Linked DNA regions of Mus musculus: region 1 is linked to region 2. A link is a contact called in public promoter capture Hi-C data. All regions are on one chromosome and are shown on one strand. Each heading gives the region's core, a stretch centred on a gene start, on an enhancer-like site or on the middle of the called end of the contact. The rest is flanking DNA. Distances are from core to core; before and after follow the strand shown. Region 1 holds the start of Tub (tubby bipartite transcription factor). Region 2 holds the start of Ovch2 (ovochymase 2).

Evidence for each region. Promoter capture Hi-C pulls out the DNA fragments that hold promoters and counts their contacts.
Region 1: a promoter capture Hi-C map of second pharyngeal arch cranial neural crest shows a contact between it and region 2, with 4 times the contacts expected there. The contact joins the promoter of Tub here to the promoter of Ovch2 in region 2. A contact is called at or near these places in 7 of 39 promoter capture datasets (the C10 cell line, cranial neural crest, embryonic stem cells and 3 more) and 1 of 9 other capture datasets (liver).

Annotation. Positions count from the first base shown.
Region 1 is chr7:109,008,758-109,014,604 of GRCm38.p6, reverse strand. Tub (tubby bipartite transcription factor) reads right to left here and starts at 3,725. Exons shown (of 12, transcript NM_021885.4): 1 at 3,467-3,725. The coding sequence starts at 3,504.
Region 2 is chr7:107,796,849-107,802,761 of GRCm38.p6, reverse strand. Ovch2 (ovochymase 2) reads left to right here and starts at 1,583. Exons shown (of 16, transcript NM_172908.3): 1 at 1,583-1,670; 2 at 4,643-4,752. The coding sequence starts at 1,583.

The sequences.
Region 1 (5,847 bases), core at 2,476-4,975, 1.2 Mb before region 2:
CTTAGACTCAACACAAGGAAGCGCTTTCCATTCACAACTGGCTGATGGAAGATGCTTGGCAGGAATACATACATACATACATACATACATACATACATACACACACAAAGAAACTGTAAGGGCCTGGGGAGCCCATGCAGCCTGAGATTCTCTAGGGTGGGAACTGTACCTTTCAGGGGTTCAGGAGGCCTCACTGTGATGGGACCAGGAAGTCCAGGAATTCCTAAAAGTTGTCTGAAGTTTGACAGCACTTTGATTTATAGAGGTAGCATTTTCTCTATGCTGGGTAGTGCTGGAGGTTCAGCTAGATGTCACATGAGGTGCCTGCTCACAAGGAGTTCATGATTTGGTGAAGAAAACCCTGGGCACTGCAGGCAAGAACACTGAGAATGGGTGTTAAGGAAAGGCTCTGCATTTAAAAGTGCTTATTCCTCTTGCAGAGAACCTGAGTTCAGTTCCCAGCACCCACATGGCAAATTTACACCTGCCTGTAACTCTAGTTCCATGGGACCTCTTGCCCTCTCCTTGCTTCCATGGGCTTCCATGTGGTACACATAAATTTACACAGGCGTACACACACACACACACACACACACACACACACATGCAAATAAACAACCACCAACTGCACAGGCCTATAACAGGCCTGAAGCTACAGTCCTTCCTTGGAACTCCACCCACCTACAACTTATAAAAAAGCTGCAGAGTCAAACATTACAGGCATCTAATACTCTTCAAGAATACAGGTAACAGGAGATGGGAAAAAATGACTCTAGTTGTTGATCTTTATAAATGGAATGGCTCCCTTTTAAGTCAGAATGTGAGCTTAATCCATGATCATTAGAAACTGAGCCAAAATTACCCCTAAGAAGATTAGCACCAACTATCACTGCTTTGAGGAAAATGAGCTGAGCCAAGGGAATGCAGGATGCAAGAGAGAGAGAGAGAGAGAGAGAGAGAGAGAGAGAGACAGACAGACAGACAGACAGACAGAGACAGAGAGAGAGAGCCTTTCAGAAGCGCTAACAAGTCAGTCTCTCTCCCCCATACACCACATTCCAGTCTGAAGTGCTGTGGCATTAGGGAAAACCTCACACTAGGCAAAGCACGTGTATGCATGCTGCCCCCTGCCTAGCTGCCAAGAACTGTGCTTTGTCTTCTGTCCCAGTTTTCTGCCACCAGACAGACCTGTGGCTTTGCCTGCAATCCACAGCCTAGTGATGCAAAGGGCCATTTGGATCGCCTCTCAGCACAGGTCTTCCCTACTAGGAAGTCTATTCCCAAACCCAGTGCTTTTCCAGGCTCTGCGCATGCTCAGAAAGACTGAACAGGGCAGAGGAGGCTCCTCCTGATGGCAGCCCACCCCCAGCTGAATACCCACTCTCCCCACTGCACAGAACAAGAAGGCAGGTGACAGGAAGGGAGAGAGGAAGCAGGGTGGGCCACAGGGTGCCAAGCTGCCTTCAGGGCTAGGCTTCCAGGGTGGCAGGATTCTGTGCTTTCAGCTGAGTGTGGGAGGGAGAATGGGGGATGGTTAGGCTTAGGCTGGGTTGAGTGCCAATCACCCATTTCAGGATATCAATGCCCTGGGCACTTGCAATAGAGTTCTCAGAGATAATCCTATCTCCCAGAGGTCTCTTTTCCTAGGCGCAGACTAAACCCTCTTAGCTTGAGGTAGATTTTTTTTTTTTTCTCTACAAGCTTTGCAAGTTGCTTTAGTCCTTGGGTCCCTGGTAGAATCAGTCTTGAACCATAACCAGCCAAGCCTTCCATTTTGCAAAACCTAAGCACAGCATTATTGCCACAGTCACAGTGTAGCCTGTGGCTGGCCACTACCCAACAACTGATCTCCTTGAAGATACTTCCACAGCACTATTGTCTGTTCAGTCCATAGGCACTGCCTTCCACCTCTGCTGGCAGACAAATGGTCAGAGATACTCTGTAAGGCTGCACATGAGTCAAGAAAATACCAGAATGGCCTCAGCACTATCTGCACCCTCATCCTGGATATATGTCAAGGGCACATAGTCTTCTGAGTTAGTACAACTCAGGCCCCAGTTCCCAATTGGAGGTTTCTCCCTTATCCATGTGAGACTGAGGTGTGGGCTCACATGTCTGCAGGAGCCTGTGTATGACTCTCTGTCTACATGTGTCTCTGTGTGTGTTGGTGGTAAGACAGAAAATAACTCAAAAAGCCCCCACAGAGGCTGAGCTCAGAGGCAATAATTATTCTCGAGAAAAAATCGCTGAATTCCCAGGCCTATGACAGGTGCCTGTTGGTAGAAAGACCCGCTTTTAACAAGCTTCAGGCAGTTCGAGCTGGTTTCTAATTGGGGTTCTGTCTGGACCGACTCTTTGGAAGGACTCTGTCAGGATCACTTTCCTTCATGGGCTATGTGGGTCCTGAGTGTCTGATTCTGCAAACCAACAAATGTGCACCTGGGTCAGCAATAAAAAGTGGGTCTTAGCAGTCCAGCTCCCTTTTTACACACATGCCTCTTCAGGAGGCTTTAGAGACAGCCCGGTAGCCCATGGCAACTAGAGAGCCAATGAGTGGCCACGGATGTGGCGCTGCTATGGCAATGAGCTCTTTTCCCTGGTAATAGAATTGAGTAGTGGATGGAGAAAGGCCTGCACCTGTGTGAGGCTGGAGACCACCCCTCCCCCACCACCCACACAAGAAAACCCGAGTCTCTCTTAGGTCTGCCCAACCAAGTATCCAGGAACAGGAGGTTGGTCAATGCTCTTGAGTGCACGTGAGCGTGTGTGAGAGCAATTCTCTGAATTGTGAGCTAGTTCCACTAACAAGCATCTCTGAAAGGTACTGAATAGTACTTATGAGTAGGTAATACGGTGTATTCCTATACGCACAGATTTGAATGTATGCACCTGTGCAGCCCCCAAATTAAGGTCTACTGAGATATATGGGTACATGTAAGCTGCCATGTGGCCTGGGTTCTAACCATCTCAGCAAATCCATGCTTTGGGGATATGAACTGAACAGCAGGGACATATTTGGCCCAGCGCGCAGATGCTCTGTTTGTGTGCAAGCGTGAAGATGCAGGGATGTGTGCGCACAAGCTATCCAGACGCATGTCCTGGGTGCTGGGCCTAGGGGGCGGCTGGCTCACAGCAGTTCCTTTCTCCATGTGCCACCCGACTCAACAAGGCTAGAGATCTTTTAAGAAGCTTTGGGTGTTGAGAAGGGTGGAAAAGGGCAGGTGGCTTTGAGGCCCTCAAAGTTGGGATGGAAAAGCCCGGCACCTCCAACCCGCGCTCCCGGTGTTGGAAAGGAGACTGAGGGAGCAGTACCCTGCCTCCAGGCCAGATGGCCCCGACCGACGCTGCATCCCGACTCGGAGGATGGTGGGTGCCCTGGCTGCGCGCTCCCGTCCTCCTCCCCGCCCTCAGCGTTGGAATGGGGGTCCGAACATGCCCTGGAGCCGGGGAAGCCGGGCCCGCGTACCTGTAAGGAATCCAGTCGGAATGCGGCTTGGAAGTCATGTCTCCCGGGGGCGGGGCGGCGGCTGCGGCTCCGGTGGCCGGGACCGCTCGGGGCTGGCGCGGGGACCCTGCTCAACTCTCGGGCCGCCCCGGGCCGCATCCTCCCCGGCCCGACCGCTGGGCCCCGCCGAGGCCCTCTCTGCACGCCAGGGCCCCGGCCGCGGGCTCCCAGAACGGTTGTCTGTGCGCGGTGCAGCGCTCGGGAGAGGCGGCGGGAGTGCGCGGGGCACCGGGAGCGCGCGGGCTGGAGCGCGCCTGAGGCGGGAGAGGCAGTCCGCACCGCAGGCGCCGGGTCTCGCGCCCCAGGCTGAGCCCTGCGTGGCAGCCGCCGCCCCGCCCCTGGCCCCGCCTCGACGGAGACCCCACCCTGGCCGGTGGATGCAGACCGCGCGGGATGCCCACTCTCTGCCGGAAGGATGCTGTCACCTAGCCTCAGTTTCTCCCTCTAGGACCTCAGCTATCCCTCAGTCCTTGACTATCTCAGATTTACCCTGGACTCAACTCAGGGAGCCTCTGGTCTGAGTACTGACTGAGTCCCTGTTTCCTTCTCAACTTCCCATTTCATGTGCCTGCCTCCATAACCTTCTGATCTTTAGTTAAGTAAACGGTGTTTCCTCTGCCTGGGTCATTCTTTTGGACCTTACGCTTCCCATCCACGTTTCCACAACCAAGGGAAGAGTTCTGTTTACGGTTGCACTCCAGGTCCTTAGAAAGTTGGAGCATTAGCGGGCACAACAGCTTTGACAAGCAAATATTTTATCCCTATTTCCCAGGGAATGAAGTCTGAGAAATGGCTTGACCGAAGGGCAAGGAACAAGGAAGTGTTGGAGCTGAAGTTGAACCAGGGTCTCTCATCTCTCAAAGCCCTTTTGGAGGGCAGCAAAATCTCAAGAAAGATCCTCCTAACCTTGAATGCTGCTGAGATGGCTGTACAGAGGACCTACATTTAATAACAGGCAGGGGAGGGAAAGATGGAAGATCCATAATAGGGCTAGATGGAAGAAGGGAGAGGCCAGGTATCCAGCAACGTAGGAGGCTGGAAGGCCAGCCTGAACCTCATAATGGGGATCAGGGAAGGGACTACTGATGAACACAGACCCTATACACTCCTCAAGTGTACCTTAGGCTCAGCAGCACCGGATATGCAGTAGAGCCTCCATGGAGAGATATTCTGGCAGCACTGGGAGGAGTGTGGTAATGACCCCCATGTTTAGGGTGGGTCTCATCTTACTGCCCTGGAGCCAAGCCAGAACCTGCCCCTGGGGCTTATTCCAGCTTCTCAGCCTTGTCTGACCCATAAACTACAAATACAATAATGATGATATATGGACTGCTTGGTGAGCTATCAGGGGTTGGGGCTTTGTTAGGTGAGATTTAAATAACTTCATTAACGACTGGCCTAGGAACTGTATATATATATATATAGATAAATAGATAGATAGATAGATAGATAGATAGATAGATAGATAGATAGATTTTTTTTTCAGCAGAGGAAATGAAGCACAGAGAAGACAAGCACAATGCTCAAGGCTGCACAGGTAGTCCTCGGTGAAGCCAGCATTCACATACTAACTCCCAGTCCACAGTCTCCATCCTCTGCTTCCCAGTAGTCCATGTGCTGTGCATGTGTTTACTCTTAAATCCTTATCTGTCTAGAGTGAGATCTTAGCTCCCCAAACCCTGTTCACTTGGGTTATTTATTAACCTCCTAAGGGCTATTACTGTCATACTGGACCTCCCAAGAAAATCTCCCAAGAGTAGGGTGCAGTGTAAAGCTGCTGCCTGGTCTTCAGAGCAGCAGAGGGCTAGTTTGTCCCTCCTTCCCTGGAAGCCAGAGGACAGCAGCAAAGCTACTCCCCCAGAGGCTGCTGTCCTTTAGGCCGAAGACCTGAAAAAAGGGTGTATGAGAGGCACTGACCCCTAAACTCCCTGTTGTCCATTCCACCTCTGACAAAGTTATAATTATTTGCTATCTACCTCTGTAGGATGACAAGCGTCTGGAAGACTTCCCCATCAATACTTTGCGGCTGTCTTTTCCCCTTTCTTTCCAAATTCTCTGACACCTTAATGCAATCAGAATTAAGTTGGAAGGTCTCTGGAGCCTGAAGTAATTGAATCTATTAAACAGACACTCCTGGCTCTGTCCTAAGGGAGCAAGATCTGGAGGTAGAGTGAGGTGCAGAAATGAGATGCTTTCCATGGCTTCTTTTTCTGCATGGGCTATGTGAGCATGTGGGATTCAGAAGAGCCGGGAAGCCTGCCAGTGCATGGATGAGTGTGTGTGTACCCAAGAACATGTATGTACATGAGATGTGGGAGGACCAAGAACCTGTATGCTATGGG
Region 2 (5,913 bases), core at 334-2,833:
CAAAAGCAACTTGTGAAGGAAAATATTTATTTCATGTTATAGCTTGTAGTCATTTCTTCATCCAGGTAAAACAGATCAGGAACTCAAGCAGAAACCTGGAGACAGGAATTAGTGCAGCAGCCATGGAGAAGTGGAGCTCTCTTGCTCCTCATGGCTTATTCAGCCTTTCTTATACTGTCCTGGACAAGCTGCCCAGGTGTACACTGCCCACAGTGAGCTGGACCCTCCCACAACAATGGTAACCTTAGAAAATGCACCACAGACTAGCCTCTAAGCAAAGCTTCTAAGGCATTTTTTTTTCAATTGAGAGTCCCATGTGTCAAGCTGATATAAATCTAGCCAGCACAACGTGCCAAGAAATTCAGCCAGGAAAGAGGAAAATGTGGAAGTAATTATAGCCACTTTTTGTGTCTAGACATCTACAAGGTACAGAAGTGAAGATTGTTAGCCTTCTAGAATACTTTTTTCATGGGGGGAAATGAAACTTCACAAACACGCCAATGAACAGCATCCTAAAATCCTAAGAGTCTGTAGCAGTATGTATTATGGAATGTGCTACTGCATTAGGGTTTTTTTCTCCTCTTCCTCACTAATACATGCTAATGCGGTTACACTTGGAAAAGAACGGGAGTAAAGTGTTTTAGTACATTCTGGTGGGCTGTTTGCAAACAGCTAAGAATATCTACCCTTGCAAAGGGACAATGTTGATATTTGTTGTGTAGCAAATCCTTAGGAAATAAAACATTTTATCATGGAAAGAACCTCCTTAAGACTTAGGATATTGTAAAGGGAGCCTAGTTAAGGCTCAAGAAGTAAACAAAGATATTATGAAGTCAGTGAAACTAGTAAGATTCATTAGGTCTCTCTCTAGCATATGTAAGCAGTAAAGACTGCTGAAATACAATCTTGGATCCACTGAGCTGTCTAGAAAAGACTCAAACCAACAAAACTGCCTACAAAGGACACTTCAATTTGTTCAACTGTCTACAGACTATATTGTGCTCTAGGTCTCAATCTTTTATAATTTGTCACCCATGCTGGAGTAGGCTTTTGTTAATGCACTGTCTTTGAGTCATTTCAGCTCCTGTGACTAACCCCTCATCCATAGTCCTGTAAGTAATGCCAATAAAATACATTGGTTCACCAAGTTGGATATTGGTGGTATCCTTACTTTAATCTGTTCTCAATTACCTATCAGGGATAAGTACACAGTTGTTTGCATCTTGCTAGAAGTATTACACACAAATATTTAATCCTCTTACAGAAAAAGGAGCAAGTAACAATCACAACAAAACCTCAAACACAAACCACTTTGCTAAGCCAGGAACACTGGAGGAAGCAACTTATTGATGTAGGTGGAATAGAATGTTATGCTGCTCAGTCAAGACTTCAGTTTTGTAGTTGATTCCCCACATCTAACAAAAAACATTTTCAAGAAACCACATGCAAAGACATCTTATGCCTCCAGTCTCAGTTAATAAATAAGCTTGTTTTAAGTTGGATTATTGCTATTCTTCCAAAGCTTGCTGCCTTTGTTTCCTTCAGCCTCTCTACGTTTCAGGAGGAAGCGTTGAATCTCAACATGCCTATCAGCAAGGACAAGCTGATTTTAATATTAGGAATGGTCTGCTTGGAACAAGGTCATTCTGAAACCCTTTCCTCCATAAGAAGTAAGTTTCAAATTAAGTGTATAACTACTTTCGGTTTTGTTTGGTTGGTTGGTTTGTTTTGTTTTTTGTCTGGTGGGATCACTCTTGCAGCAAATCAGAGTAACGTCTCCACCTCTTGTTCCCTTGGGAATACAAGAGAAGCAAATTACTTCAGAAATGTAATTGGTTCTCAAAAATATTTCTCTGGAATTTTCTCCTGTGATAAGCATATGGAATTGAAATAATATGAAATAAATATAAACAGTTGTAGGGACCCTAAGTATTTTCTCCTAGTTTTACCAACTGACCTAGGATTGGCCACTTATTTGGAAGCATTACACAACCTGGTATTCTTCCATGGAGCAAATTCTGGGAGATCAGAACAGGTTTGGAAGTATTTAGAATCTTCAGGGAAATTATCCTAATAACCATATGATGCATGCTCACTGACATATAGTATAAATATTTTTGCATTGATTATAATGAGCTTAAAACAGTTGTTGGCAAGCTTGTCTGTAGTCGGACTTGTGCCAGCCCAGAGAATCAACATGTTTTCTGTCTCTGCTTCAGTGACTTCAGGTAATACTAAATTTTATGTCTAGCAGATTTATGACTCATCCATCTGAAGCAGCTGGAACAGCTTTTGATCATACATGCAATGGGCTCAGAATGAAACCACAATTGGTCGTTTCATGTTTTGCTGTTATTAGATACAGGTCTCATTGATTTTTAGTTTTCACGTCTTCTACATGAAGATGAAAGTCCTTTTTTCAGGCAATGTGTGGGGATTAAGAAATAAATTATATGGGAGAGCTTTATATGCTTTAAAGACGATCTAAGTAGCTCTCCTCTTAAGGATATAGTCCCAAGAAAAGTCATGTGCTCAATCAGCCATGCTTTCAGGTGTAACTTGTAAGCCAGGAACTGTGCTAGACCTTAGAAGTGTGTATGCATAGGACCCACATTCCTAAGTATCTCACTGAAGAATTCTGTAGTCCAATGAGGGAAGGAGACAATTTACTCTCATAACATAGCTTGGAAAGAACTGTTAAAGGGGAACAGGGAGTGGAGAGAAAGAGTGCTATATTGTGGGAGAGATCCAGGTCCCAGTTTGAAGAAATCAAGGAAGACTTTTCAGATGAAGTGGTAGTAAGCATTCAAAGAGCCATCTAGGTGAAGAAGCTCAGTGATAATGATGGAGAGTTTTATATGCACTCTTGGAAACTTCATAGGAAAAAATAACCTCAAGAGAAACAAATTCAACACAGAATTGCACAGTGTAATTAAACAAATTTAAACTCACCCCTTACTTAAGAAGTCAAAAGCCCACATAAATGCACACATATTGAAGTGTTGTCGGGGATGAAGGCTTTCTTGTTAAGTTATGTCTTCTCTTTACCTGACAGGCACCTGTCTTAACACCAGTGTGTGAATTAAAACTATCATCATACCACTGTTCCTGAACAATGTATTTTTTGCCCTATAGTAAATCTAATTAAATTTCTTCATATCTAACTGTGTGGCAGGCATGCATTAAAGACTCAGTCTCATAGGCAGAGCAGAGAGAGAGAGAGATAGACACAATTAAAAACTAGGACAGACTACAGCATCATCCATAAGTTAACTAAGCAACTCTGCATATGTGAATTTGTAATTCCATTGTGCCTATGCTAGATGTGATGTTACACACCTGTAATCCAAAAGCAGACTTCCAAAAGCAGAGGCAGGGAAAACATGAACTTAAGGTCATCCTGAGCTCCATATTGAAATGAAATTCTCTCACAAAGAAAAGGAAGGAAGGAAGAAAGGAAGGGAGGGAGGGAGGGAGGGAGGGAGGGAGGGAGGGAGGGAGGGAGGGAGGAAGGTATCCCCATTGTTGTGGAGTCCACAGTCTACCTGGGTTGAAAGCCAGAAACAATCATCTTGGTACACAGTGAGTGTGAGTGTCGCAGGATACTACAAAGTACCTCTCTTTTTTTGAGACCAGAGAGCTCTGAAAGAAAAGAGACTGAATTCCTGACAACCCAGTGCCAATTATCCCTGCAGCAGTTAACCTTCACATTAGAAGTCAGTCCTTTGATGTTATGCCAGTGCCTGGCAAATACAGAAGTGGATGCTCAGTCTGGATGGAACACAGGGCCCCCAATGAAGGAGCTAGAGAAAGTACCCAAGGAGCTAAAGGGGTCTACAACCCTATAGGAAGAACAACAATATGAACTAACCAGTACCCCCAGAGCTTGTGTCTCTAGTTGCATATGTAGCAGAGGATGGCCTAGTCAGCCATCAATGGGAGGAGAGGCCCTTGGTCTTGCAAAGATCATATGCCCAGTACAGGGGAATGCCAGGGCAAAGAAGCAGGAGTGGGTGGGTTGGGGAGCATGGCGGGGGAGGGTATAGGGGACTTTAAGGATAGTATTTGAAATGCAAATGAAGAAAATATCTAATAAAAAAATAGAAGTCAGTCCTTGGTCTGGGTAAAAATGGTTCAGTCAGCACTGCTTTCTATGCAAGCACAAAGAACTGGGTTTAATCCCCAGAAACCATTTTTTAAGGTGATACAGTAATGTGCATTCCCAAATGCACTTGTTGAGAGTCAGTGATGGGCAGATCCTTGGGGCTAGCTGGAGAGTTGCAAGCTAGTGAGAGATCTTGTCTCTAAAAACAATGGGCTAAGGAAGATAGTCAAAGTTGACCTCTCGCCTTAATATGCCCACACATGGATAAACACACACACACACACACACACACACACACACACACACACACACACACGCACCATAGAAGCTCTCTCTCTCAACAGCACACATCTTATGTGTGACAAAACTGAGTAATCTGTTCTTCAAAACACATCTAATCCCATCCATTAACTTAAAGCCGTATTGTAATTTCTTTACATATCCCATATACTGCATTTTGTTCTTGTTTGGAAAATTCTTCACTATATCTTAGTCCTAGAAATTAATCACTCAGTGTCTATCTTGTCTTTTTCCCAGATCCTGACTGTGGGCAGAGTTTGGTTAAGCCCCAACCTCAGAATTACTTTAGCCTTTTCAGTCGCATTGTTGGAGGAAGCCAGGTGGAAAAGGGTTCCTATCCTTGGCAAGTGAGTCTTGCAATTCCTTCTCTAGTTGGTGAAATAGGATATTTCAAGCTTGTGTCATCCAGATCACATGCTACTTCCCTTAGATCACCCTCTGTCTAGGAAAAAAAAATTCACAACACACCCAGAGCTATGCTTTCCTAATCTTAAAAGAAGATTAATTAATATTCATGATTGAATTTGTGCTCAACAGGTTGCCTGTGTGTTCTTGATAAACATAACAAATATTTTTTAAGTAGATGACTGGTCACTTGACCAATTAATTGGTCATCTGTTCAATTCAGAAGTTCATATTCAAATCATAATAATGGTGAACCATTGGCTTTTCTTTCATGATTTTCTGTTCTGTCTTCTATATTTAGCCTCCTCTCAGTATTCCTCCTGTTTGTTTATTCAGTATTTGTTTTGGTTCAAATTATTTAATCTAGAGTATAAAAAGCTCTAAGCATTCACTGTACCATTGAACTTTATATAATCTTGCCAGATTTTCTGTGTTGCTTTGTGTTTCATGTTTTCTTTTTGATTGTTCATAAATAATTTTTACTTAAAAGTGAAAAATTCTCAGCTGGACAGAGGCCCCAGGCACATATTTAGCAGAGGACTCCCTTTCCTGACCTCAGTGGGAGAGAATGCACCCAATCCTGTAGAGATTTCATACTCCAGGGAAGGGGGACACCAGGCATGGGAGAACCCTCTTAGAGTCAAAGGGGAAGAAGATGGGGTAAAGAACTTTGGGAAGGTATGCCTGGAGGGGGGATCAACATTTGAGATATAAATAAAGTAATTCGTTTTTAAAAGGTGAAATTTTCTAATAAACTACCATTTTCTCATCCTAAAAATGTGAAGCTATTCATTGAAAGTAATTATTTGTCAAGTATAAGTCACCTTTGAATCAAATCAAATATCATAGATGGATTGAGTTAAAGACAGAAAATTACTAAAGATCAGAGACAATTAATTGCATAAACATGCTTTCTACCAAGCTTGACAACCTGAGTTTGATCCCAGGGATCACATGGTGGAAGGAGAAACCCAATACACCCAGATTATCCTGATTGCTACATGCATATTATGTACACTTTGTACATAAACACACACACACATGCATATACATGCACACACACTCAAAGAGGAGAGAGTGATGGATAAATAAATAGATAGATG